Linked DNA regions of Mus musculus: regions 1, 2 and 3 are each linked to region 4. Evidence: chromatin contacts called from public HiCAR-type and HiChIP or PLAC-seq data. All regions are on one chromosome and are shown on one strand. Each heading gives the region's core, a stretch centred on a gene start, on an enhancer-like site or on the middle of the called end of the contact. The rest is flanking DNA. Distances are from core to core; before and after follow the strand shown.

Evidence for each region. HiCAR-type assays count read pairs that join an accessible place to other places. HiChIP or PLAC-seq counts read pairs in DNA pulled down with a chosen protein or histone mark.
Region 1: an H3K4me3 HiChIP or PLAC-seq map of embryonic basal ganglia shows a contact between it and region 4, with 8 times the contacts expected there. The contact joins the enhancer-like site here to the promoter of Lnpk in region 4. A contact is called at or near these places in 13 of 39 promoter capture datasets (the 3T3-L1 cell line, Sertoli cells, cranial neural crest and 8 more), 8 of 484 Hi-C or Micro-C datasets (cerebellar granule neurons, cerebellum, embryonic fibroblasts and 4 more), 21 of 115 datasets of contacts at active chromatin or transcription factors (the SCID.adh cell line, acute myeloid leukemia, astrocytes and 14 more) and 2 of 9 other capture datasets (embryonic stem cells and pancreatic islet).
Region 2: a contact with region 4 is called in an H3K27ac HiChIP or PLAC-seq map of embryonic stem cells, with 3 times the contacts expected there. The contact joins the enhancer-like site here to the promoter of Lnpk in region 4. A contact is called at or near these places in 1 of 39 promoter capture datasets (HPC-7-derived erythroid cells), 2 of 115 datasets of contacts at active chromatin or transcription factors (the 230-238 cell line and embryonic stem cells) and 1 of 9 other capture datasets (liver).
Region 3: a HiCAR-type map of astrocytes shows a contact between it and region 4, with 6 times the contacts expected there. The contact joins the enhancer-like site here to the promoter of Lnpk in region 4. A contact is called at or near these places in 3 of 39 promoter capture datasets (cranial neural crest, hippocampal neurons and neural stem cells) and 15 of 115 datasets of contacts at active chromatin or transcription factors (acute myeloid leukemia, astrocytes, embryonic basal ganglia and 8 more).

Annotation. Positions count from the first base shown.
Region 1 is chr2:74,062,545-74,065,244 of GRCm38.p6, reverse strand. No RefSeq gene overlaps it. Among named protein-coding and RNA genes, the nearest start is that of Gm31472, 85 kb to the right of the region's middle. Within about 2 kb of position 1,269, at least 20 of the 459 cell types and tissues checked have an H3K27ac peak or open chromatin away from gene starts, as enhancers often do. A contact at or near this core is called in cerebellar granule neurons, cerebellum, embryonic basal ganglia and 2 more, where this site is marked.
Region 2 is chr2:73,858,978-73,861,677 of GRCm38.p6, reverse strand. All of the region lies in intron 5 of Atf2 (activating transcription factor 2), which reads left to right. Among named protein-coding and RNA genes, the nearest start is that of Gm10822, 32 kb to the left of the region's middle. Within about 2 kb of position 1,382, at least 41 of the 459 cell types and tissues checked have an H3K27ac peak or open chromatin away from gene starts, as enhancers often do. A contact at or near this core is called in embryonic stem cells, where this site is marked.
Region 3 is chr2:74,026,550-74,029,249 of GRCm38.p6, reverse strand. No RefSeq gene overlaps it. Among named protein-coding and RNA genes, the nearest start is that of Gm31472, 49 kb to the right of the region's middle. Within about 2 kb of position 1,334, at least 6 of the 459 cell types and tissues checked have an H3K27ac peak or open chromatin away from gene starts, as enhancers often do.
Region 4 is chr2:74,577,521-74,580,220 of GRCm38.p6, reverse strand. Lnpk (lunapark, ER junction formation factor) reads left to right here and starts at 1,273. Exons shown (of 13, transcript NM_027133.3): 1 at 1,273-1,402. It overlaps 4930445N08Rik (RIKEN cDNA 4930445N08 gene), which reads right to left and starts at 1,177. Exons shown (of 2, transcript NR_166470.1): 1 at 1,097-1,177.

The DNA of each region.
Region 1 (2,700 bases), core at 20-2,519, 510 kb after region 4:
CATTCTTGACATAAAATAGGTTGGGGAGAATTTTTCAGTGGTCAGAAAGCCACTAAGTTAGTGGTGTTGACACCATAGAAGAAAACTCTTGAGTTCTATCCTGCCTTCTCCAAGGCCTCTGTCAGTACCTTTCCTGAATGGGGTTTTTGTTTTGTTTTTAAGCGATCTTCTTGACATCCAGGCACCATCTTCAACTGCAGGAGTTGGCAGATGACTCTAAAACAGAGCACAGGACAGCATCCTGAAGCATCTCCATGGGCCCTGCAGGAATGCCCAGCAAAGAACATTCCTGGAAGGTACACGCGGAGACAGCTAAGCCTCTCATGGAAGTCAGATACACCATCCAGTTGCCACACACATTCTAGCCTCTTTGCTTTTTTACACAGCTCTAAAAGTGTCAGGAGGAGGACCCTGAACTGTCAATGTTCCTGTAAACTTTCATAAGAAAGAGAGATTATTTTACAAATAGACTAAAATAAAAGGACTAAAAGACCAAAAGTTTAACGGACAGAATGATGGCACTTCTGCCACAGGCTCGTCCTGTAACCCCTTTCTTCTTCGGTTCGCCTCAGCTATGGCATGAGCACTGTGACCCCTCCCTGCCAGGGCCATACACGAGGATCAAGCACGATGACATGTGTGAAAGTGCTTTGAAAAGCGACTGGTCCGGCTCCTGTGTGGCACTATGATTATCCTTACTAATGTCAGCTAGTGCCAGAGCTGTTCACGGCTATTAGCAAAATCCAATTCCTTTTGTTTGAGTTTTGCCTGTAGAAAGCAATAAAGTGGAATAACTACCCATTAGTCAGTAGTCTACATTCACCAGAACAGCTGAAGCACCAAATATTTTTTCCCTAAAAGCAGAATGCTAAACCCGTGTTATCTTGGGAGATGGTGGGGGGGGGGGGCGCGTAGAAGGAGTGTTGCTGAGTCAAAATGGAGAGTAGATTGGGAAAATGCAGCTGGAGGTTGGAGGAAACAATCTAAGAGGCTTCTTTTCCCTTCTGAGAAAGAGCCGAATCTACATCTCAGATAAGAGTCAGAAAGAAAGGTTAGCTGCAACGCAGGTCCGCCATTGGTCAGCATTACGGGCTAGAAAACGTAGTGCAATCCATTCTCCTCTGCCATGCAGTTCTGAATAATAGCAATTTGCCCACCAGCTAACCACCTCAGCACAAACCCTGGCAGGCTCCTGCTGAGTCTCCGAAAGCCTACTTGTCTGCAAGCGCACAGTGTACAGAGAACAACCCAACAAAGCTCGGTGCCACTGCAATGCAAACAGTCCTCAGGTCCTGCTGTGACTTGGCACACCCCGCTGGACAGCTGGAGACCGGAGAAGAGAGGCCGCTGCCAGGAACACGTGACAAGGGATTTTCAAGCAATTTTCCGGACCCCGGCAGTCTTACCAGCTTTACTATTTCATGTGCTATCAGCTACGTACAGATAGATTACGGTGCGGTGTATTCTCTATTTATACCTGATGTGAGACACAATAATAAAACACTCCAACACCTTCCCAATCCCATTTGTGAGCTGAAGCAAGAAAAAAAAAATAGGGAGACAATTTGCCACAAAAGCCTTGTGTTATGCCTAATATAATTTTGGAAATCAGCTATTGCCCCAAACAACATTTTATTACATGCATCAAAAAGATTTAGCTTGCTAAGGGTCACATAAGTGTACTCAGAATGTGTTTCAAAGCCGAGAGACACTAGAGAGAGCCAGTTTATTATACAGCGCCTTCCTTCCCCCACCCCGAAGATTGCTTGCAATGAAATGCTACCAGGGATCATTAAAAAAAGATTGCTCATTTTATGTAGCTCAAATCTCTGGAATGGTAGTTAGCTGAAATCCAGTGGCAAGAACGTGTGGAAGACAATGCCAAGAGATAAACAAGAGTAAGTTAAATCAGGAAGACAGGCTCAGCAGCAATTAGTCTAATGTAATATCATTTTTAATGTAAAGAAGCTACATTTCCTAATTTCCCCTAAAAGCCCTGGGTGCTGAATGGGTTATAATAAATGCACACAATAAAAAAAACAGGTACACTCATCTTATAAAGCAGCCTATTAACCAGAGTGCTAGTGCTGCAAAATCCGATACACAGTAAACAATGCTCTTCCTGTTCAAATAACGATGCATAGTTTATGCTTTTATACCATTTAGCACTGGGGACCACATCCATTTACCAAAATAATACCAAATTAGTACTGTAAATATTGAAATCAGACCTTTCAGGCCAACCAGTGGCCTAATTTTCTCTTCAATCTGCTCTTAATCTCAATTCATCAATAACACTACCTTATTATCGGACTTTGACAGCAAGCTAAGGCTTTTGATAAATGATACATCTCAGGCCAGATTTAAAATTTGAATCTCCAGTGCTAATTATCTGTACAGGCCTAGTTAATAACGAGATTTCTTGTTAAGTATCTGATCACAGCATGGGCATCATTTGTCAAGATCCTCAAGTCTACCTTAGAGACCGACTCTTCGAATCCTCCCTTGCCTACCATATGTAAAACTGGGATCTTTGTTTCTATAATAACCTTTTATTAGGAAGCTGACATAATGATTAAGTTCTCTGTAGACACACACAATGAATTAGACAATTACCCTTGCTGCTTTAAACCACTCAGACTCCTAGCAAGACAAAATAATTAATATTGAATTTTAATTTGATGTGTTCCACATTTAAAC
Region 2 (2,700 bases), core at 133-2,632, 720 kb after region 4:
ATACTTGAGGAGGTGGAGCCATTGTGAAGTGTTTAGGATCTCACAACTTTAGACCTTACAACCTCCAGAGTAGTGAGGCAAGAACAGGGTGTCAAATCCCCCAGGAACAAGAGTGACAGATGGTTAGTCACCATGAGGGTGCTGGTAGCAGAACCTGGATTCTCTGGAAGAGCATCAAGTGTTATTAATCACTGAGAGTTTTTTTTTAGCCCCTTGTTTACTTCTTATTTATCATTATTGTAGGAGGTACATGTGTCATGTACATGTGTGGAAGTTAGGACATAGGACTTGGTATCTTTTTCTAACTACCTGCATGTGCTTTCTGAGAATGGAATTCATTTCATAGCAAGTTCCTTTATTTCCCCTGCCCAGATGCCATTTAAAGTAGCTTGGTGAGGAAATGTTTCTGGTCGTGTGACAGTTGGATCAAATTTGACAATTGGACAAATAAAAAAAAGAAACTACATATTTCTATTGTGGCTGAAGTATAAAATGATTAATGAGGAGCTCAGAGAGATAGGGAAAAAAATCTTTTTTTTTTAAAGATTATTTTATGTATATGGGTACACTGTAGCTGAACAGATGGTTGTGAGCCTTCATGTGGTTGTTGGGAAATGAATTTTTAGGACCTCTGCTTGCTCTGGTCGACTGTGCTTGCTCAGTCCCTGCTTGCTCCGGGCCAAAGAATTTTTTATTATGATACATAAGTATATTGTAGCTGTCTTCAGGTGCACGGGTGTTAGATCTCATTACCAGTGGTTGTGAGCCACCATGTGGTTGTTTGAACTAAGGACCTTCAGAAGAACAGTCAGTGCTCTTAACCACTGGGCCATCTTGCCAGCCCCTGGAAAAAATCTTAACTGTAGAATGTATGTTGGTTTATTCACAGAGCAATATGAAGCAAGAAAACTAGAAGATAATAATGGTCAAAATGAAAGATGGACGCACAAGAAATAGACTTTTATATCTGATTTGGAGCTGTAGTTTACACACATTTTTTAAAAGTTAAGAGTAAAAAGTAAAACCTTAAATTCTTTGAAACTAAAATTTAGAGTATGATTTTCATTCCCACTGACTAGATTTACTCTCTGGTAAACCAAATTTACTTTTTAGGATTTGGTACAAAGTTAAAGAAGAGATATGGGTAGTAATTGACTTCGTGTGCTTATCTGTGGGTGGGCACCTGCATGTCATGGTGCACATTTGGAGGTCAGAGGACAGTTTATAGGAGTCAGGCTCTTCTAGCATATGCTGTCAGACTTGGCAGCAAAGACTTTTCCCTGGTGACTCATAATGTTAGAAGCTTTTACTCCATGCTCAGTTAACCCTGTTTCTTAGAGCCTGTATATCAAGGGAAGTATAAAACAAGACAGTATTGAAAGGGAAGGCGGAAGCTAGAGCAAAACTTAACTACTCACATCAAAGAATGCAGACACACCCAGTCCCCTTCAAGGTCATACCCCAAATGGCTGAGGGACCTCTCCAGGCCCACGTATGACTCAGGCTCCACCATTTCCAATGCTAACACCCTGAGAAGAATCCTTTGGATTTTTTTAGGGATATTGGAACTCTAAACCATAACTACAGATAACGCATTGCTTCTAGAAGCAGTCTTTGGAAAGTAACCAGCTTTGCCATATTGTTCAATAAGTCATTCTTGGAAACGGCCTCAAAAAAAGCCCTAACTTTTTTTCTGCTTAAAATAGAATGGCTGCTCTTATTTTGTGTGTGATCCCTTCTTAATATACACTTTTTAAAAATTAGAAGTATTACTTTTAGTTACATGTATATGTGTCGGGGGTGGGGAGATTGGGTTGGGTTGTTAGTACATTGTCCTTGGAAGCAAAAAAAAAACCTGCATTGGGTTCCCTGGAGCTGGAGTGAGAGACAGTTTAACCCATCCAACCTGCTAGGAACCAAACTCAGTCTTCCCCAAGAGCATTAAGCACTTTTAATTTTTTTTTTAATTTTATGTATATTAGTGGATTGTCTGTGAACCACTTGTATGCCTTCTTCAATGAGGTCAGAAGAAGCAACTGTGGTTATAGATGGTTGTAATCTGCCACATGAATGATGAGAATCAAACTTGGGTTTTTTGCAAGTATATCAAGTGTTCTTTACAACTGAGCCATCTCTTCAGCCCCAGCATTAAATACTTTTAAACTATAAGCTATCTCTACCCCACACCCAGTTTTAGACATGATCTTAATTCCATACATATATAACCAACCTTGCCTGGGCTCACTCTATAGACTACTAGACTGGCTTCAAAGTCAACAGAGATCCACTTACCTCTGCCTCCTAAGTGTTGGGATTAAAGGTGTGTGCCATCATACCTGCAGTACTAACACATGAGATTTTTAAAAAGTCTTTTTAAAAAAGAATTAATTTATATATTTTTATGTGTATTATGTATGTGCTTGCTTGAGATTATGTGCAACATGTACATGCTGCAGTCTTAGAAACCAAAAGATATCCTGGAACTGAGTGAGTTTGTTTTGTTTTGTTTTTTTGTCTTCTTTTGTTTTAAATAAAAAGCAATGTATTTAAGTTTGTTTAAGTAGAAGAAAAAGAGTCAGTAGCTAAAAATTAGAATATATGTTTGTATGTGTACCATAAGAAATTATTTAAGAGAATTTCCTAACATTAAATTTATAGTATTTGTTAGTAAGTTATGCATTTGAGCCTCTATGCATGGCT
Region 3 (2,700 bases), core at 85-2,584, 550 kb after region 4:
CTCTTACAGAGGATCTGCATTCAACCCCCTGTGTGGACATGGCTCTCAACTATCAGTAAGCATAGTCCCAAAGGGAATTCCATGCCCTCTTCTAGCCTCTTCAGGCACTGTGTACACACTGCACAGACATACATATGGGCAAAACATCCATACACTTAAAACAAAAACAAAAAAATCAAGAAGAATCTCAAGAATAAAATAATAATAATAATAACAATAATAATAATAATACAATGAATTGTAGGGCCTACCTTTTAATGCTAGGCAAACCTTGTAGTAGTGGAATAAACTTCATTTCGTGAACTATTTCTAAAAAGAAAGACCTTTCCTTTGAAGAGGATTAAATGAACACAATCTGTGAGCACAGAAGCAAGTTCACAATAGATGTATTTGAGTAGCAAAGCAGCTGTTCTGCTCTGCTTAGCATGGTGGTAAGCGTCAGTATTTAAAACGGGACGGTGGAATTATCCCTAATGTAAAGCTCTGGCCTGCACCCTGGCTTTTCTTGGCTGAGTGGCCTTATGCCAGTTACATGAGCTCTGCAGGCCGTTACTTACAAATCCCTGCAATAGAGAGATCCAGCCCTGGCCCCATATCTCCCAATGCCCCCACTGTCTTGGTAAGGATCATATGGTATAAAATATGCAACTGTGACAGCTATTGGGACCAAATCAGGATGGCCAGGGTTGGCTCCTCTTCTCCTTCCACCCCTGCAGCCCCCTTTCCTTTCCTGATCCAGGAGACAAGAAAGCACCCGGCTTGGTTGGTGGAAGCAGATGGATTGACGGACCTGAGGATACTGGATAATCTCCCTCAGTCATGTGAGGGGCTTGGCCTCAGCATGACAGAGTTCCTGGCGTGTGGCTGTGCCAACAACCTTAGGTCCACATTTACAGGTAGGGAATGGAGAGTGATCTATGATCTTTCTTTCACCCAAATAGCATAAATAAAAGGAAATCAGACACATACATAGAAACGGGGAAGTCATCCATCCGTATGTCTTTTTATCCAAAGAAAAGTGGTACCATTTACAAAGTGAAAGCAAAATTATGTTTTAAATGTCCAGTGGTGGTGAGAGATTCTGCATTCAGCTCAGTGTGGCCCAACATAAAGCAGGCTGCAGCGGGAGCACGCAGTCTATGCACCCAGAAGCCAGCCCATGGACAGGAGAGGGGGAAACACCTCCGTTCTATCTCCCCTTCCCATTCCCCAGCCCACTTCCAAAAAAGAAAGATGTTTTTAAATATACAAGGCTGGAATCCCCTGTTTCCTGCTTATCGCTGGTTAACAGCAAGGCCTTAACTCAGGGGGCAGGCTGCCATCTACTGGGCCACCAACATCCCTGGATGCTTTTGTTAGCCTTTAGAGGGCTCTCCTTAAAATCCTGCTGTGGCTTGAAGCTGCTTTGTTAAGCAACAGCAACAATAAGGAAGACCCGAAGCCAAGCTACCACAGTCCCTTAAAAGCAGCAGCATGAATTAATCATATGGCGCAGCAAAACATCCATGCTTTCAGCTTCAGAAACCTCGCAGATTCAAAGGGAACAAGAAATCGTTCTCCAGAACTCTGCTCTTCTGTTGTTTTCGAAGGACGGAGTGTTTTAATAGTCAGTAAGTGCCACTAAGTGCTCCCTGGACAGCCCTAATCTAGCCATTTCCTCCCTGCCTTTGACTCCATAAATCCTTAGACTGATATATTGGCCAGCACTCCTCAGGAGGACCCCTTGGATTCGATTGGTTTGCATTCGATTGGCCACAGATAGTTGCCGTGCACCCCACTCTGAAAGGCCTAATTTTATTGAAGCTATTGTGAGGGCATAGAAGCATTCTACACTTAGGCTGATGTTGGTAAGACCAACATCAACCACAAACCCTCTTTCATTTGTTTTTTCCTTCCTTTTTTTCAATTCGGCACTTTAAACACACCACCTGTCCTCCATGCCAGCCTGCCGTGTCTGACTCCAAATAGTTCTGCACCTTTGAAGGAATCACTACACATTTTGTCTCAGGTTCTGTTTGTTTTGTCACTTATAAATCAGGAAAAAAAATCCCTACTATGCAGCAAAGCTCTAAGAAAGGCCCTTCCCCTCTAAGTGCACAACTCACAACTCGTCTATGATATGCCCTATCTCCTACTTTGAGTCCCCCAACAATCCATCAGTGAGGTGGAGACCTTTGCCCCAAAGAAGAGAGAAGATATTATTGTATGGTTGCCCATGGACTCAGCACAGGAGGCAAAACTCAGACCCCAAACTCCCAGTCTGAGCAATGTCGTCTCTGCTTCCTTCAGTTGCTTGTCTTAAGAAGAAGAACAAATAGACTGCAATACTCTCAGGAAGAACAAAGCTATCTTCGAACGCTATGGAGAACGAGCATTCCCCACTGAAACGTCAATTTGGAAAAACTGCTCTCCTACAAATACATATGGTATTTTGAGATATATAGATATAGATAGGTACAATATTTGCCTATGTTACCATAGGCAGGCAAACGCAGATAGGTAGTTGATGGATGAATGGAAAAATGATAGATAGATGATAGATAGATAGATAGATAGATAGATAGATAGATAGATAGATAGATTTTTTTCTCTGTTTAAGAACACTGTCAGATTGAGAACAAGACACACTATGTTGGCTCTTTCCATCTCAGACTTTCCCCTGCATGTTTGCAGATTGCTTAATTACTTCATTGGGCTTTG
Region 4 (2,700 bases), core at 24-2,523:
AACACAACAACAACAACAAAAACAAACAAAACTTTCCTGTTCCCTTTAGGAAAGATCTGAGACAAGAGGCAGCACGAGTTTTATGTTCTTAGAAACTACCAAGGCTGGGAAATAAAATGGCTAATTTTCCAAATAAAAACTGGTGAAATGTCTGTTTACTTTCTTCCACATTGGTGAGGCGATACATGGCACACTAAAGTTTAGCTCTCTCCTATTCTTTTAAGTTTACAAAGCTGTAACTGAAGATCTTAGAATTTAGGGGATTATCTTACAAAGTAGATACTATGTCTATGCCTTCTTCTCTGCTGGTGTTGTCAGTGTAAACATAGCATATTATTATATCTATTGCACTTTGAAAATCAGAAACATTTTCTTCCTTAACTAAAGAAGAAAAACCCGTAAAAGTGATTGAACACAGAACATAAAAGCTTTTGTTGAAGTTTCCCTCCTAATTTTGCCTATGGAGCGCCCCCACCCCTCCCATTGAAGTTTTGTTATTGATACTTGCAGTTGACTGGAATACAGCCTTCTTTAGGTCGTTTTCAATTCTTAGGGAAATACAGCACTACTGTTTAAGGGGCCCCAGTTATTCAGAGGTTTTGGAGATTGTTAAGAGTGTAATTTTGGAAAGCTCAGCCTTTGTTGCTACCCCTTAGCTTGAAAAGACCATCCTTATCATTTCAAGTTCTTCTCATGCTGGTGAGATAAGCGCGTAGTCATGAAAGGACCCTTTTTGACGTCCAAGAGCAACAGAAACAAGCCTAAAGCCCTCATGGGGTATGGCCAGGAGGTGTTATGTATGATGTCTGTCTGTCTCTCTCCACTTGCTTGGCTGGGATGGCTTCTGAGCTATGCAATGTAAACTTTTTTGCTGCCTTCTGGATGACAGCTGATCTGGGATCTCAGGTACCCTCTCTTTTCCAGACACACAGGTCTCGACCTTCAACGTCCCTCCCCTTTGTCCTCCCCACTCTTCTCTCGCTCAGAAGGTCTGGGACAATCAGGATCAGTTTCTTTTCTTGGCGAGACTGGGGCGTGGGAGTTGTTCATGAGAAAAGGAGGCAGAACTAGTAAGAGTCAGTCGGAACCGCCCTACCCTGTGGTGCCCCGAGGACCGACAGCCTACACTAGCGCGGAGGATACTCAGCCTAAATCCTCCTGCCACACCCGCCGCTCTGAGGCACCAACGGCTGGGCCGGCCGGATCACGTGATGGGGGAGCGGCGCGCGCCGGCTGCAGCGCCCATTGGCTGGCGGCAGGAGCGCGGGGTTTGATGGGAAGGCATTGGCCGGGCCCAGCGCTCTATCTGTAGGTGCTGCTGCCTGCTCCAGAGGCTCTACGCGGTGGCGACCCAGGCTTCCCCGAGTGGACGCCCAGGCCGAGCGGCGCCCGCTTTTCTCAGGTAGGACTGTGAAGGGAGGGCCGCGTAGACGGAGGCGCTCCGGACAGCGGGAACCAGTCTCCGGGTTCCTCGGCGCGCCGGCCCGGGTGCCTCCGCCCCTGCCAAGTGGCCTAGAGCTTGGTGGCGGCTGGGGAACACGCCGCGGGGCTGCTGCCCTCCGTACACTGTTGCCGCCTTCTCTCGTGGATCGCCCTGAACAGCGGCCCGAGCGGCTCCGGAGCGCACGAGACCCGGCTCTGCCTCCCCTGAGGCCGGTGTTCTTTCCGGGTATGTTCTCAGGGATTCCGCGCAGTGGCTGTTTAGAGCCCGAGCCCTTGGGCCCCCCCTGTGTTAAGAAGTGTCAGAAGGTCCCAGAGAGCACATCCCTAGCTGAAATATCCACCCTGAGAGCCCCGATCACCTCCGCGTCCACCTGAGCTGGCACGACGGGAAGGTCTGAAAACTGTCAGTGTCATGCTGCTCCGTCCGCGTGTGGGCGTGGATTGTGAGCGACTTAGAGGAGCTGCTCCACAACCATTGTCCTTACTTATTGGAGGGACAGCGACCAGTCTGAGGGGTGGGGTAGGACGAAGGTGCGTGGTGACAGGAGCGACCCGGGAAAAGCAACTCCAAGGGGCATCAGTAGGTTTAATTCTTTGATGGTGTGTTTGCGGACGGAGAGTTCGGATTGGTGAATTTATTTCTGCGTGCAGTTTTAAGCAACACCTGCGACTCACTGAGTTTTCAGTGTTCTGTTCTTACTTTTTGGTTTCTGGTTTGTGGTGCTTAGAGCCTATTGTTTTCTGTCTCTGTGGCCTCAGTCTTAGCGTTGACAACATTGTCTAGAGGTGTGATGGATGTGAGTAAATTTAGTTACAGGCATATATATGTTCAAGCTGGCAGGCAGGGCTAATACCTAGTTCCCAAAGGTCTCCATAGTGCCTTCTTAGAAGAACAAAGTTGATTTCGAATACGAACCTTAAGCAAGAGTGGTTCATTTAAAAGTGAAGTTTTAAAAAGTTCCTTGACATCTATTGGGGTCACCATAGTAATGATGTTAATAAATGTTTATGGTGTTTATATGTTGGAAGAATGCTTGGATAGGTGACTCTAATAAAGGTATGAGTTCATATAGAAATCTCCCTGTCAGTCTTTTTTATTTTTAATTTTTATATTTATTTATTTTGTGGTGGTCATCTCATATTAAAAGTGCTTTTAGAAGTGTGCTTACCATTTTTTTTTTTTTTTTTTTTGGGCAATAAACCTGGTGTAAGATATTTCAGAGTTGCCTATTTGGACATTTGAAAGCGATTTCGAAC